Regions from separate parts of the Mus musculus genome. Here region 2 is linked to region 1. The links are chromatin contacts, called in public Hi-C maps. All regions are on one chromosome and are shown on one strand. Each heading gives the region's core, a stretch centred on a gene start, on an enhancer-like site or on the middle of the called end of the contact. The rest is flanking DNA. Distances are from core to core; before and after follow the strand shown. Region 1 holds the start of Ggt6 (gamma-glutamyltransferase 6). Region 2 overlaps Ankfy1 (ankyrin repeat and FYVE domain containing 1).

Region 1 (7,524 bases), core at 3,634-6,133:
TTTGTTTTTTTAAAAGATTTATTTATTTATTATATGTAAGTACACTGTAGCTGTCCAGAAGAGGGAGTCAGATCTTGTTACAGATGGTTGTAAGCCACCATGTGGTTGCTGGGATTTGAACTCCGGACCTTCGGGAGAACAGTAGGGTGCTCTTACCCACTGAGCCATCTCACCAGCCCTCTGTTTTGTTTTCATTGTGCAGTGCTCAGGATGGAACGCTGGGCCTTGTCTGGGATTGCTTTTGTCTTGTCGTTTTTGTTTTATTTTGCTTTGTTTGAGACAATGTTTCAGACAGCACAGTCTGACCTTGAACTCCTAATCCTTTTGCCTCCACCACCTCAGTACAGGGATTATATTTCTATGCTTGACTTCCCAAACTTCTTTCTTTCTTTCTTTCTTTCTTTCTTTCTTTCTTTCTTTCTTTCTTTCTTTCTTTCTTTCTTTCTCTTCCTTCCTTCCTTCCTTCCTTCTTTTCTTTCTTTTTCTTTCTCTTTCTTTCTGTCTTTTATTGTTGTTGTTTTTTTTCGAGACAGGGTTCCTCTGTATAGCCCTGGCTGTCCTGGAACTCACTTTGTAGACCAGGCTGGCCTCGAACTCAGAAATCCGCCTGCCTCTGCCTCCCCAGTGCTGGAATTAAAGGCGTGTGCCACCACGGCCCAGCTCTCTTTCTGTCTTTCTTGCTATTGATCATTTGTTTGTTTGTTTTCTGTTGTTTTTATTTTTGAGAGAGTGTTGCTCTGTGTAGCCTTGGCCATCTTGGAACTTAACTCTGTAGATCAGGTCAACCTTGAACTCAGAAATCCACCTGCCTGTGCCTCCTTAGTACTAGAATTAAAGGCATGGGCCACCATGCCCAGCTTTCTTTTTTCTTTTGCTTTTTAATGATGTGTATCTGTGTATTTGGGTACATGCATATGGGTTCAAGAGGGTGGATGCATAGGAGAGGAGAGGAGAGGAGAGGAGAGGAGAGGAGAGGAGAGGAGAGGAGAGGAGAGGAGAGGAGAGGAGAGGAGAGGAGAAGAGAAGAGAAGAGAAGAGAAGAGAAGAGAAGAGAAGAGAAGAGAAGAGAAGAGAAGAGAAGAGAAGAGAAGAGAAGAGGGTGTTGGTCCCTAAAACTGGACTTACAGGAAATAATGAGATGCCTAATATGGGTGCTGGGAACTGAACTCAGGTTCTCTGCAAGAGCAGTGTATGTTTTGGGGCTGCTCCTAACTGCTGACCCCCTTGTTTTGTTTCTTAAAAGTGTCTCACTAAGCAGCTTTGATCCTGTAACTCTCTTGCCAGGAGCTCTGAGTGCTCCAATTGCAAGCATGTGGGACTGTACCCAGCATCTCTTTTAAAAGAAAAATTTAATGTATATCAGTGTTTTGCCTGCATGTATGTATGTGTACCATGTGCAGTGCGTACCTGTGCCCAATGAGGCCAGAGGAAGGCATCTGATTCCCTGGAAATGAAGTTCTGACAGTTGTGAGTCACCTTTTAGGTGCTGGAAACTGAACCCATATTATCAAGAGCATCAAGTGCTCTTAACGGCTAAGCCATCGCTCCAGCCCCTGTACCTACTACTTTTTACAAAATTAACATATGCTTGGCCAGGCGTGGAGTTGCAAGCCTTTAACCCCAGCACTCTGGAAGCAGATGCAGTCGGATCTCTGTGAACCCATCAGCCTGGTCTACAGAGTGAGTTACAGGATAGCCAAAATTACACCGAGAAACTCTGTATTGGAAAAAAATTCTTTATTATTGCCAGGCTTGGTGTTTTACCTTCAGTCCTAGCACTTGGGAAGCAGAGGTGGTCTGGAAGTCTCTGAGTTTGAGGCCAGCCTGGTCTACAGAGCAAGTTCCAGGACACCCAGAGCTTCCCTTTCTAAAAAACAAAAATAATTAGTTTTAGAGATAAGATAATACAGACTATATAAATGTGATATTATGTAATGTTTTAGATACATGTATGCATTATACAATGTTTAAATGAGGGTAAAAATCTTTTTCTCCACAAACATTCTTTGTCATGAAAACATTCAAATCCAGCCGGGCATGGTGGCACATGCCTTTAATCCCAGCACTTGGGAGACAGAGGCAGGCGGATTTTTGAGTTCGAGGCCAGCCTGGTCTACAAAGTGAGTTCCAGGACAGCCAGGGCTATACAGAGAAACCCTGTCTCGAACCCCCCCCCCCAAAAAAACCCCAAACAAAAACAAAACAAAACAAAAACATTCAAATCCTTCTAGTTTTGAAATGAAGTCGTGCACATCTGTAATCCTAGCACTGAAGTTGAGGCAGGAGGATCTCAAGCTAGAGAACAGGCTGGGCTACATAAAAAAGACTGTCTAAAAAAAAAAAAAACCGGTTCATACATACATAATTAGTGGTATAATACATGGTTGTTACCTACAGTTATCCTGCTGTGCGGTCGCACACTTGAGCTTTTAGACCCGTTTTAGCTATAAACACATCACCTACTGACCAGCTATTCTATTCTAGTCTCAACTTCTATGAGATATGGCCAATGTTAGTGTAGAAAACGAGGTTTTCATAAAACACAAAGTACATGCAGAAAAGCATACATAGATGTGCCACTTGATTTGTGTTCACAGTGGGCACACCCATGAGACCAACACCCTCATTAACAGATGTCAGCTGGGAGCCCACCAAGCTGACAACCAGGATGAAAGATTTTTCCAAGGTGAAAATGTGACACGTCAGAAGCTGTCAGGGTCAGCACCCAGAGCCAGCGCATGCCTATGATCCCAGCACTCAGAAGCAGAGAGGCAGGTGGGTCTGAGTTCGAGACTGGCATGTTCTACAGAGTGAGTTTCAGGATAGACAGGGCTACTACAGAGAAACTCTGTCTCAAAAAAACCAAAACAGGAAGAAAGAAATCACTGTAACAAATATGTCTGTCTAATAGGAAAGTCCAGGCCCCCTTCTCTAAAGGACCTGCTTTCATATGACATTTTGATATTAACTTTTCATTTGTCACTCACATCTTTTTTTTTAAGATTTATTTCTTTTATGTATATGAGTACATTGTAGCTGTCTTCAGACACACCCACCAGAAGAGGGCATCAGATCTCATTACGGATGGTTGTGAGCCACCATGCGGTTGCTGGGATTTGAACTCAGGACCTTCGGAACAGCAGTCAGTGCTCTTAACCACTGAGCCATCTCTTCAGCCCTGTCACTCACATCTTGATATTAAACTTTTAATTGAGCCAGGGATGGTGATGCTTGCCTATGATCCCAGCACTGAGGTGCTGAGGGTAGGAGAATTAGAAGTTCAAGGCCATATTCCTCCCTCAGCTACGTGAGGAGTCTGCGGGCAGCCTGGGCTACATAAAACCCTGTCTCAAAACAAACAAGCAAAGGGCCATTGAGATGGCTCAGTGGATAGGGATGCTCACTGTCAAGCCTGACCATGCTTGGTCCCCTGGATCCAGATGGTAGGAGAAAACCAACTGCCACAAGCTGTCCTCTGATTTCCACATGCATGCTATGACACTCATGTGCCACACACCACACATACAAACACACACACAAGAAAGAAATGTAATAAAAAAAAAATAAAGGCAGGCATAGTGGCACACACCTTTAATCCCAGGACTCAGAAGACAAAGGCAGACAGATTTCTGAGTTTAAGGCCAATGATTTAGTATACATAGTGAGACCTTGTCCCAAACAAACAAAACTCAAAAAGATCTTTTAGTTTTATTAATAAATATGAGTGGTACTTTAAAAAAAAAAAAAGACAGCTAAGTGTGGTGTCCCGTGCCTTTAATCCCAGCACTTGGGAGGTAGAGGCAGGCAGATTTCTGAGTTCAAGGACAGCCTGGTCTACAAAGTGAGTTCCAGGACAGCCAGGGCTATACAGAGAAACCCTGTCTCGAAGAAAGACAGACAGACAGACAGAAAGAAAGAGAGAGAGAGAGAGAGAGAGAGAGAGAGAGAGAAAGAAAGAAAGAAAGAAAGAAAGAGAGAAAGAGAGAGAGAAAGAAAACAAAAGACAAAAGGAAGGAAGGAAAAAGAAAAGTAGGAGAGAAAGGTAAACAAGACTTCTCTGGCTTCTTCCCAGATGCCCTGACTGTTCCGCACTCCAGCTGCGTTCTGACTCTAAACGTTAACCGGTCTTACCTTGTTCTGAGCCTTGCTTAAGACACACAATGTGTGCCCTTTCCTACCTGGCCTCTTTCACTCCCCATGTTCCCTCTGATTCATGTACAATATTACACATAATTGTCTCTTGTTCATTCTTTCTGCTGCAGATACCCCAGTGCCTGAATAATGGCTTGCACGGTTTTTCCTGACAATGGTGTTAGCATAGTTTCCAATGTGGGACTGTTGCAAATAGCACTGCTTTGCCCAGGAACAGGTCCTTGATGTGAATGCCAGGAAGAAGGTTGGAACCGTGTTTTCCAGACTGTTTCCCCACAGAGGTCTCTGACTCCGCCTTCTGGACAAAAGCCACATGACACATCCAGGGATGGCCCTCACCCCCCAAGCTGTTCGCCAGATTTCATAGTAGCCCAAGATTGGACCATGACCCTCCTTGGAAGCCACACCCCCTGACAATATAACCTGGTTGGTGGTGCTAAGCCACACCTAGGCTACCCTTTGTAACCATAGCTCTAATTCATGTCCACGATTCCTAGAGACCTGAGTAGCTTTGGGATCTCAAAGGTAAAGAGAGACTCCACTCACCCCACCTCTTAGTCTATAGCTATAGTGTTGGGCTCCTCCTAGACCTGTATAAATTGTGACTCTGTATGGCAGCTGCTCGGGGAACCTTTATAAGAGCCCCGAGTCCTAACGAGGCAGGCTCATAGCAGCCTTCCCAGCCCCGCCCTGCCCAGACCTGTTCTCTGTTTCACCACCTCCATTCCCCAAGGCCACCCAGCACCAGCCACAACCTGCTTGCTTGCCTCTCTGGCAGTGTCAACTGTCAGGGCTCTCGGCAAAGATCTGGGGTAGCACGGGCCATGGATGCCACCACAGGACCTGTGCACTATCACAAGCTACAACTCTGGGAGCCTGGCGTGGAGTCAGAGGAGGAGGAGGAGGAGGAAGAGGAAGAGATAGCAGAGCCACTGGTCCTCTCCCTAAGGAGACTCCAAAATACCCCCCGGTGAGTCAGCAAGGGCCTGGGGACCTCCATAACTCAGGCTGGACGGCTGGCAAGGTCCTCTCTCTGGAATCCCTAAGCTGGGTCAGGCAATCTCACACTTGGCTGAGCATCAGGGACTTTCTAGATGAGTTTGGGGGGAGGGGAGCTCTAGGCTGCAGATCCAACTTGGGACTGAGCCAGTCAGTCAGAGGAAGGTCTGTGTATCTTAAGAGAAGACATCTTAGACATCTGTATCAAGCTGGACCCAGTACTGCCCCAGCTCTCCCAGCCTCACCCCAGCTCCATGCCATAGCACCTGCTGGACGGGTTGGGACTGGGCTACACCTGGATGAACCCTGCTCCTCAACCACCTCTCCCCATGTGCCAAGCCCCTTCCAGGTCTCCCTCTGACTGACTGGCCACCCCTGCCTCCTCCAGCTCTTCTGTTAGACACTCTCTCCAAGCCAGCCTCAGTTTCTCCAACTTTTTCCTACCTCTGTGTCTTTGCCAATGCAGTGCCCTGGGCTCTCTCTCTCTCTCTCTCTCTCTCTCTCTCTCTCTCTCTTCTCTCTCTCTCTCTCTCCAATTTATACTCTTGCAAAATCAAACCTTTGGGGGAAACATTCCTTGGGTCTTCTTGGGGTTCCTGGGTGCTCCTTTACCCCATCCCTGGCTCAGGACTCCCCTTTCTGCAGGAACGAGGTTGGTGGGTTGCCAGGAGCCTGGGCCCGCCTGCTGGCAGGCTTGTTGCTGCTGGCTGTTAGCAGCTCTCTGGCTCTGAGGCAGCTGCACAGTAGGGACAGCCCAAGAGGAAACTTGGGCTCTGTGGCCCCTCCAGCCAGCAGACACTCCCATCGCCCTGGTGTGTACCACCACAGCGCCATTATCAGCCCGGCAGGTCAGTGTTTGGGAAGGGGCTAGGGGTCAGTGGTTCAGGGCACCTCCCCATCACACACAGACCTTTCCTTACTGCAGCCACATGTTCCCAACTGGGCCAAGAGTTGCTTGTCGCTGGGGGCAATGTCGTGGATGCTGGAGTTGGAGCAGCTTTGTGTCTGGCGGTGGTACATCCTCATGCAACAGGCTTAGGTCAGTGTAATCTGTGGGCCCTGAACCTCAGAGCTTCTAACCTGGGGCCTAGTTAGTGACCTGGAACTCATTAGGGCAGTCAGTGGCCATTACCTCAAGACTAGCTAGTGAGCAGGACATGGGATCTGAGCACCAGGCCTAGTCTTGAGTAACCTTTGACCCTGGTCAGCAACTCCTGATTTCAGGCTTAGTCAGTGACCTCTATTGCAAGCAAGACAGTGATTCTCTACCTGGGACCACTGGAGGATCTTGACCCCAATTCTGGCCAGTGCCTCTGATCCCCATGTGACCTCTGTCTCCCAACAGGTGCCACATTCTGGGGTCTCTTCTACAATAGCTCTTCAGGAAACTCAACTGCCCTGACAGCAGGCCCAACCCAACTCCTGGCCCCCGGCCTGGGGCTGCCCACGGGTCTGCCTGCTCTGCATTTGCTTCATGCCCACTTCGGCCGCCTGCCCTGGCCACACCTGCTGACCAAGCCTGCCATGCTGGCTGAAAAGGGCTTTGAGGTAGATGCACCCCTGGCAAACGCACTAGCCATCCAGGGCACAAAGGGGCTCTGTCCATTGTTCTGCCATACCAATGGAACCCCACTGGGCCTTGGGGCTCGGGCCACCAACCCCAACCTGGCAGCTGTATTACGCAGCGCAGCCCTGGCCTCCAGCCCAGATCTCGCTGGGAAGGCCTTGCTGAACCCGCTGGTCAGAGACCTGGGGTTAGAGTTACCTTCTGCTCAGCCCGTGCCTTCCTTAGAGCCTGCGCTGCAGCTTCTTCTGCCTCGGGGGGTCCTGTTCACGACTCCTGGCCCCTCAGCAGGTCCAGAACTTGTGGAACTGCTGGAGTCTACTCTTCACTCCAGGACACCCAGCTCTGCTCCCTGCCCACCATTCCTGCAAACTGCTGAAACCCCAGTGAGCAGTGCCCTGGCCACCGTGGACAGCAACGGCTCCATGCTCCTCCTCATCTCCTCAATCAACAGTTCCTTTGGTTCTGGACATCTATCCCCAAGTACTGGTGTTCTGCTCAGCAACCTGGAAGCCAGCCCTGCACCTAGTGCCTGGGCCTGTCCACTCATCCTTCGTGACAACCTGGATGACACAGAAGCCGATATGTTGGGGATGGTGGCTTCAGGGATCTCCAGAGGGGCCAAAGCCATGACTTGCACCTTGCTCAATCATCTGGCAACACCCCAAATCCCACAGCAGCCCCAGCATCAAAGACCCACAGAGAGCCCTGGCATATGTGGCCAAGGGGCCCTACTGCAGGCGGTAGTCCATGCAGAACACGCCCATGTCTCCAGTGTCCCCAGTGGCTGCTGCCCCTTTCAGGGGTAT
Region 2 (7,524 bases), core at 2,564-5,063, 290 kb after region 1:
TTTGTTTTTGTTTTGGCAGGTGTTTTGCTGCTTACATGCTAGGTTCCAAGGCCTAAATGGCACTTCCATCATGGCATTAGTCGTGTTAAGGTCTGGGACCCTGTTACATTGTATTTCCTTGAGTTAGCTGTACCATAATTTACTTTTCTAAGCACAGATTTTAGGGTTACTTCTAGAAGGGCTAAGTGTGTCATCTACTTTCTTTCTCTAACTAGATGCGAATCCTGAGGTGACAATGACAATGCTTCGCTGGATCTATACGGATGAGTTAGAGTTCAGAGAGGATGATGTGTTCCTGACTGAATTGATGAAACTGGCCAATCGCTTTCAGCTCCAGCTCCTTAGGGAGAGGCAAGTCACAGCAGATGTATTCAAGGCTCTGCAAGGTGGTGGCAAAGCTTACTTGTGCCAGGCTCTGGGAAAGCAGCTTCTGCCATGTGATAACTGCTGGGGTTCTTTAATGTGATGTAGGAGAAGCTGGTTTCTCTGTAGCTTTGTGTTTCTGGTAAGCTCCACTTTGCCAGTGCTGTTGGTTTTCTCTGTCTTCGACTGTTTGTTACCTTAGAGTATGTGATGGTGTAAATTAGCCAATAGATATAGACGAATAGAATCCAGCCTCCAGATTCTTGACTTTGCCTTTCATTATACTACATTTTGGTCAACACTCCTTTTTGGAAGCACTTTAGTACTTAAATTCAGTACTTTTTGGTTCACTAGGTTTTGTAGCCAGTATCAATAAGGGCTTACTTCATTGAAGCTAGCTGCTTTTTTAGGTCCCAAGGAGCTAGCATGATATGTTTTTATGGTGCATTTTCTTTGTTCCTCTCTGAAGTTAGCATTTTAGAACAGTAAGAGACAAAATGTTATCAGATGGTGCCAAGCAGAATGCTGTCCGTGTGCTGTGGCTGTGTCTCTTGGTGACCAGTGAGGTTGATGTAATCGTCTTACAGTACTTCACCATCTCCTTTTCTATTGGGTGTGTGGGGAAAAGGGGCCCCTCTCCTGGGTAGTTTCAACCATGTGTTCCTCATTCAGTCTATTTGTTACTTGTTTGCCCTTCCCCAGGAGATCAAAGAGAGACTTGGCTACCAGGAGCTCCTTGCTCTTTTTTTATTGTGAGGGAGTTTTCCTTTAGGATTGCCCCAGAACCTCACAGAATCCATAGACCAAATCTTTCCAACTACCTATAAGTTATGAGGGCCTGAGAACTGTTTTAATATCTAATTTAAACATAGACGAGTCCAAGGTATTTAGGATTAGATAATTAGCACAACTAACTTTATTATTGAAGTCCTCTAGTTAATTATTGTTTGTTTATTGAGGTTTTTAATTACATAAATATGAATTCATACTAATTTTAATTAGATTGTTTATATCTTCTTTACCTCCAGATATCCTCAGCTTTCTCATTGACTATATCATCAGACTTGCTTATGAAATTGCTTTAATGTTCTGGGATTGGTATAGGTAGTTGTAATGGTATAATGGATCCTTTAATTAAAATGTTACTCTTTATTGATTGCTTAAGCCTCTTGACTATCAACATTACCAGATGCTCAAATTTGTTCTGTTGATTGTGGATATTAAGTTGTTTTTCATAGCTTTTTAAAAGAGCTGGTATGGGAGAGACCAAGACTGGAGTGAATGCTGTCTTTTAATAAGGTCACAGAGTGCCCACTGCTGTCAGGAAGAGAAATGACACATCTAGGATATTAAGCCAGTAGGCTCTGGCAAAACCATGCAGTTCTGTGTGAAGTCAAGGCACTGATTTCTGTGATAGAGAGGCTCTGATGGCTTGGAAATATTAATAATTAACTTGATCAAAAAGAAGGGTGTAGTAACAATTTTGGAATTTTGGTTTCTTTAAAAAACTACAGAAATATTATAGGAATATGCTTTCAATCACAGGTGTGGGATATGGGGCTGCTTTGGCAGCTGTCTACAGTAGCTGACTGTGATTTTGCCAGCTGCAGATAGTTTCTGTGTTTGTGTGACATTTGCAAATCTGGGTAGTTTTCAGAGATTACATAAATGCTAGGGGCTCCAAGAGGTGATGTAGGTTGTTTGGTTTTTGTTGGTAGTTGTTGGTTGATGCTGGTGGCAGTTTAAGTATTCCTACGCAAAGAAGAAAGAGGCAGAGGAGGAGAAGGAAAAGGAAGAAGTGGAGGAGGAGAAATAATAATTAGATATCATAACTGCAAAGATCAAATTTGCTTCAAGGAACTCAATGCCCCCAATCAGCAAGAAAGTAGTCTAATGGCCCCCAACTTTATTTAAGGATCACTTTTCTTCCTCGCTATCTTTTTTTCCGGCTTATCTAGTGTTTAGGAATTGGAAGGTGGAAGAAAAGGAGTAGAGAAGGGTAGAAAGAAGAGCCCATAGTAGCCAAAGACCAGCTACAGAAGGGCTTTTTTTGTAATATCAGAAAATTCTCTTTGAAAAAGTATATTATTAAAATGACTATTTTCATTGATTATAAATATGGGTATAGTATATGCAATTTGGAAAACCGAATTATATAAAGAAAAAGTAGGTCACCTACAACCCAACCATTGTTCATCTGTGTATTTTTCTCTCAATAGTTATCACATCTCACATATATGGGTCGATCTGAAAGGGATTGGTGGCACACACTTTGAATCCTAGCACTTGGAAGGCAAAGAAAGGCAAATCGCTTGTGAGCTCAAGGTCAGCTTGGTCTACAGAGTAAATTCCAGGACTGCCAGGGCTACACAGAAAAACCCTGTCAAACAAAACAAAGCAAAAGCAAAAACAAAAAAGAAAGAAAACCAGACAGAAGTTTGTAGGGTCCCTGGTTTATACTTTAAAAATCAGATGTATGGACTAGAAATATGGCTCAGAGATGAAAAGCCCTTGTTGCTCTTGGAGAGGACTTTGGTTCCCAGAGGCTCACAGCCACTTTTGACTTCATTTTCTGGGGCTCTGATGTCCTTTCCTGGCCTTGTGGGGCTTTTGAAAGCACATGGACTCACATAGATAGACATGCATATAAGAATAATGAATAAATAAATCTTTGCTGGGCATGGTGGCACATGCCATTAATCCCAGCACTTGGAGGTAGAGAAAGATGAGTCTCTGAGTTTAAGTATAGTCTGGTCTACAAAGAGAGTGCCAGGCCAACCAGAGTTATATATGGTGAGCTCCTGTTTCAAAAAACAAGATAGATTGCTTTGTGCTTTTTGTATGCTTTGTGGATATCAAATTTTTAAAAATATATTAATAACAGTATTTTTCCTCCAGAGGATAACTAGCCTGTCTTTCTCTTTTTCAAATAGAAACTATGAGGTGAGAGCTTAATAAAATTATGTGTTCTTGCCAGGAGGTGTTGGCACATGCCATTAATTCCACCAACCTGAGGGACAGAGGCAGATGGATCTCTGAGGTCGTAGCCAGCTTGGTCTACAGAGTGAGTTCCTGGACAACCAGGGCTTCACAGAGAAAAACCCTGTCTCAGAGAGAACGGGAGAAGGAGGGATGGGGGAGAGAGAGAGAGAGAGAGAGAGAGAGAGAGAGAGAGAGAGAGAGAGAGGAGAAGACATGTATTCTTTTGTTGTATGAATCATGTCAGTTACTAGTTATAGTCTTATCCATATGACAAATGGTACTCAGGGGATCTAAATGAGTGAAAATGAACTGTTTGTAAGAAAACATCTGTTGGTATGAACTGTGTTCAAGTCATCCCTTGGCAGTAAGAAGGGAGACTATGATTTTCAGAGTCCAGGCCACTGTCTGTACAAGTGTGTAAAGTAAGTGCTCTGCAGATGTGATTTGGAATCCTTGCAGTCCTATGAGGTGGGCCACCTGCTGCTAGGACACTGTTATAGCAAGACTAGTTTCATCTGTCAGATAGCAGTTTTCTCCTGGAACACTTAATTCCATAGCTGTGGTCAGGTCACAATAACTTTGTTACCCTTTGTTGTGATATGCAGTGTACTTGGAGACTCCAGTGATACAGAAAGGTTTGGGAATACACTGTTTTAGTTTTTGAGCTAGTGTTACACAGTAGCCAATGCTACTTTTGTAGCCCAGGTTTTCTTCCAACTCTTGTTGGAAAGAAATCTCCTTGCCTCAGCCTCCCAAGTATTGAGATTTGAGGTATGTGTCCCTACTCTCAGACTTGTTGGTTTCATTTTTGTTTTGTTTTATTTCAAGACAGGGTTTCTCTCTGTCGACAGGCTGCCTTGAACTCAACAGAAATCTAACTGCCTCTGATTCCCCAAGTGCTAGGATCAAAGGGGTGCATCACCAGTGCCCGTACAGTAACATGTCTACATACTCATTTTAACTTCTTCTAAAAATGCTGTGGAAGGGTTGGTGAGATTGCTCAGCAGGTAAAAATTCTTGCTACATAAACCTGATAATCCAACTGATAATCCAAGTTTGAGCCCTAAAACTCAATTTGGAAGAAGAGAACTGACTTGAAAGTTGTCCTCCAGCCTTCACACTTTTTTTTTTTTTTTTTTTTTTTTTGCTAAAGATTTATTTATTTATTATATGTAAGTACACTGTAGCTGTCTTCAGACATTCCAGAAGAGGGAGTCAGATCTCATTACAGATGGTTGTGAGCCACCATGTGGTTGCTGGGATTTGAACTCTGGACCTTCGGAAGAGCAGTCGGGTGCTCTTACCCACTGAGCCATCTCACCAGCCCAAGCCTTCACACTTTTGTGCACTGTGGCGTGTGCTTGCTTGGCTCTCTCTATAATAATAATAATAATAATAATAATAATAATAATAATAATAATAATAATAAATGTATGAATGAATAATTTGGGTGGAATTGAGGCAAGGGATATACTTTGTGCCCAATTTTCTCTTGGTATACTGTGGTCTGATGTGTGTGTGTGTGTGTGTGTGTGTGTGAGATACTAAGGATTGAATCCACAGCCTCTTGCATACTAGATATGATTCATAATTGTTTCACTATCTTTTAGCTATTTTGGATATTTTATTTATAAAACTTTTATTTATGTGTATGTGAGTGTATGGGGTTGGTGCTTAGAGAGGCTAAAAGAGGACATCAAATTCCTTACAACTAGAGTCATGGGCACCTGGGAACCGCCTGTCATGTGCCCAAGGAACCAAACTTAGGTCCTTTGGAAGAAGAGTTATTCTTAGCTGCTTAGCTGTCTATTAAGTCTACATATGCACCCCCTACCCTTTCACCTCCCCATCCCCCATTATTACTAGGGATTGAACCCAGAGCTTTCCAAGTACAAATCCATCCTAGGCAAACATTCTGCCACTGTCCTATTTTCTAGTCCCTGAATTATAATTTACTCACTTATTTTAATTATCATCATCATTATTGTGTCAGTGTTTTGGCTACATCTGTATCTGTGTACCATGTACATGCAGTATCCATGAAGGTCTGATGAGAGCACTGGATCCTCTAGAACTGAAGTTAGATGGTTGTGAGTTTGCATGTGAGTGCTGTGAACCAAATCTAGGTCCTCTGGAAGAACAGCCAGTGCTCTCAACCTCAGAGGTACCTCTCCAGCCTTCTGAATTATAATTTAATCAGAATACAAATTTATCTTTTGGGGGTACTTTTTTTTTAATTTAATTTTATTTATTATATGTAAGTACACTGTAGCTGTCTTCAGATCTCATTATAGGTGGTTGTGAGCCACCATGTGGTTGCTGGGATCTGAACTCAGGACCTCCGGAAGAGCAGTCAGTGCTCTTAACTGCTGAGCCATCTCACCAGCCCTTGGGGGTACTTTTAAGGAGGTATTTATTAAGCATAGACCCTCATATTTTGAACTTTGAGAATAATAGAGTTGTCTGGAATCTGCAGGCTTATTCCATACAATTCAGTACCAAAGAACTGAAGCCAATCTGTTTTGTGTTTGACTTTAGAATGGCCTGTGCATGTGATCAATGGGTTTCTTGTGATTGCTTTTGAAACTCTTGAAATTTTAAGCTTCATAGGGTTTTTTGCAGGTTATTTTCATTCTGCTCAGGACAGTGTGATGTAATATACTGTCTAATACAAGACTATAAAGCACAGTGTAAGCCAGGCTTAGGCAAGAGGAACCTGACTTCACAGCTAGCCTGGGCTACATAGTGAGATACCCTACCTTAAAAATGGAATGCATATGACCAGGTTTGATAAAATAATAAAAATTGATTTCAATAAGTAAAAATATACACATAAATAAAATACAGCAGTAGCCTAGCCATACTTCCTTATTAAATACAGTGCTTAGCCTTACTCCTCAGTTTTACTAGATATAGCTCGTGTAGCAGTCACTGGTTTTGGTTTACTTATTAATGTATTTGCCTTGCTAATACTGTTCATCATTAATAAATAATCTTTTACAGATGTGAGAAGGGTGTTATGTCTCTGGTGAATGTTAGGAACTGTATTCGCTTCTATCAAACAGCAGAGGAATTAAATGCCAGTACGCTGATGAACTATTGTGCAGAAATTATTGCAAGTCACTGGGTAAGTAAGAGATTGTGTGGTATGGACAAGCCTTCACACTGCAGCTGGAGATCCCAGTGTAAACCCTGTTTCCACAGTATCCTCTCTGTTACCTAGTCTTTGTTGTTTGTATTCTTGAAAAATAAGCAGTTGGGTTAGATGATCTTTGAGGCTTTTTCAATTCTGAAAGTGTTGTTAGGGTCTAGAGTGGAACAGGAAGAGATGGCTAAGGTTCAGGAACAGATGTCAAGAACACCTGCCTTCAGCATTGTCCTAGAGAAGCTGTGACCCAGCATTCAGCTGCCCATGACAGAGCTTTCTCCACTGCTTCACTTATTGGGTTTCCATCATAAATAACAGGTTTTACATTTCTTCGTTATGGTTTGCTTTATACTTTTGTATGTGTATACAGGTGCACGTATGTGGCTCTAGAGGCCAGAGAACAACCTCTGGTGGGATTACTCAAGTACCGTCCACTGTATTTTGAGGCAGGCTCTCTCACTGGCCTAGATTTCACTGATTAGATGAGGTTGGCACCACTGAAGCCCCAGGGATTATCTTGTCTTCTCCCAAACACAGGGCATACAAACTAAGTTTGTTTTGTTTTTCTTTTTTCTTTTCTTTACATTAAATAAATAGATAAATACAGCAATCAGTGTTTTATGAACTAGCTTCTGTGATTGTTTTTGTATATAACTTTTATGGGAGAAACCTTAAAATTCTAAGGAAAGATTTCTAACAGAACTGGCCTGTGTGTACTTAATGTCACAGACCTGAAACCCCAACCACTTCAGGGTCTAAGGCAGGAGGATGTTGAATCCATGGTCCGCCTAAACTGCAAAGCAAGTTCAAGACCAGTGAGAAGAACTAAACCAGACCCTTTTCTCAGAAAAATTTAAAGGGTGGGAAATACAGCTCAGTGGTAGTGTTTGCCTAGCATGCAGGAGGCCCTCAATTTAATTCTGATACTACTAGAAAAGTGGGGTTGTTGTTTGTTGCACTGAGATAAGCTCTCATTCTGTAGCCCAGACTGACCTGAAACTCACTGTGTATCTCAGACTGACCCTAAACTT

What was found. A called contact is a pair of places that touch in the nucleus more often than the background predicts.
Region 2: a Hi-C map of cardiomyocytes shows a contact between it and region 1, with 2.3 times the contacts expected there. The contact joins the enhancer-like site here to the promoter of Ggt6 in region 1. A contact is called at or near these places in 14 of 484 Hi-C or Micro-C datasets (the AML12 cell line, B cells, the G1E-ER4 cell line and 11 more), 4 of 115 datasets of contacts at active chromatin or transcription factors (the 230-238 cell line, bone marrow-derived dendritic cells and bone marrow-derived macrophages) and 3 of 9 other capture datasets (adipose tissue, liver and pancreatic islet).

Annotation. Positions count from the first base shown.
Region 1 is chr11:72,430,643-72,438,166 of GRCm38.p6, forward strand. Ggt6 (gamma-glutamyltransferase 6) reads left to right here and starts at 4,884. Exons shown (of 4, transcript NM_027819.2): 1 at 4,884-5,122; 2 at 5,797-5,999; 3 at 6,077-6,190; 4 at 6,497-7,524. The coding sequence starts at 4,977.
Region 2 is chr11:72,722,413-72,729,936 of GRCm38.p6, forward strand. It overlaps Ankfy1 (ankyrin repeat and FYVE domain containing 1), which reads left to right. Exons shown (of 25, transcript NM_009671.5): 4 at 216-351; 5 at 6,349-6,472. Among named protein-coding and RNA genes, the nearest start is that of Ankfy1, 36 kb to the left of the region's middle. Within about 2 kb of position 3,814, at least 6 of the 459 cell types and tissues checked have an H3K27ac peak or open chromatin away from gene starts, as enhancers often do.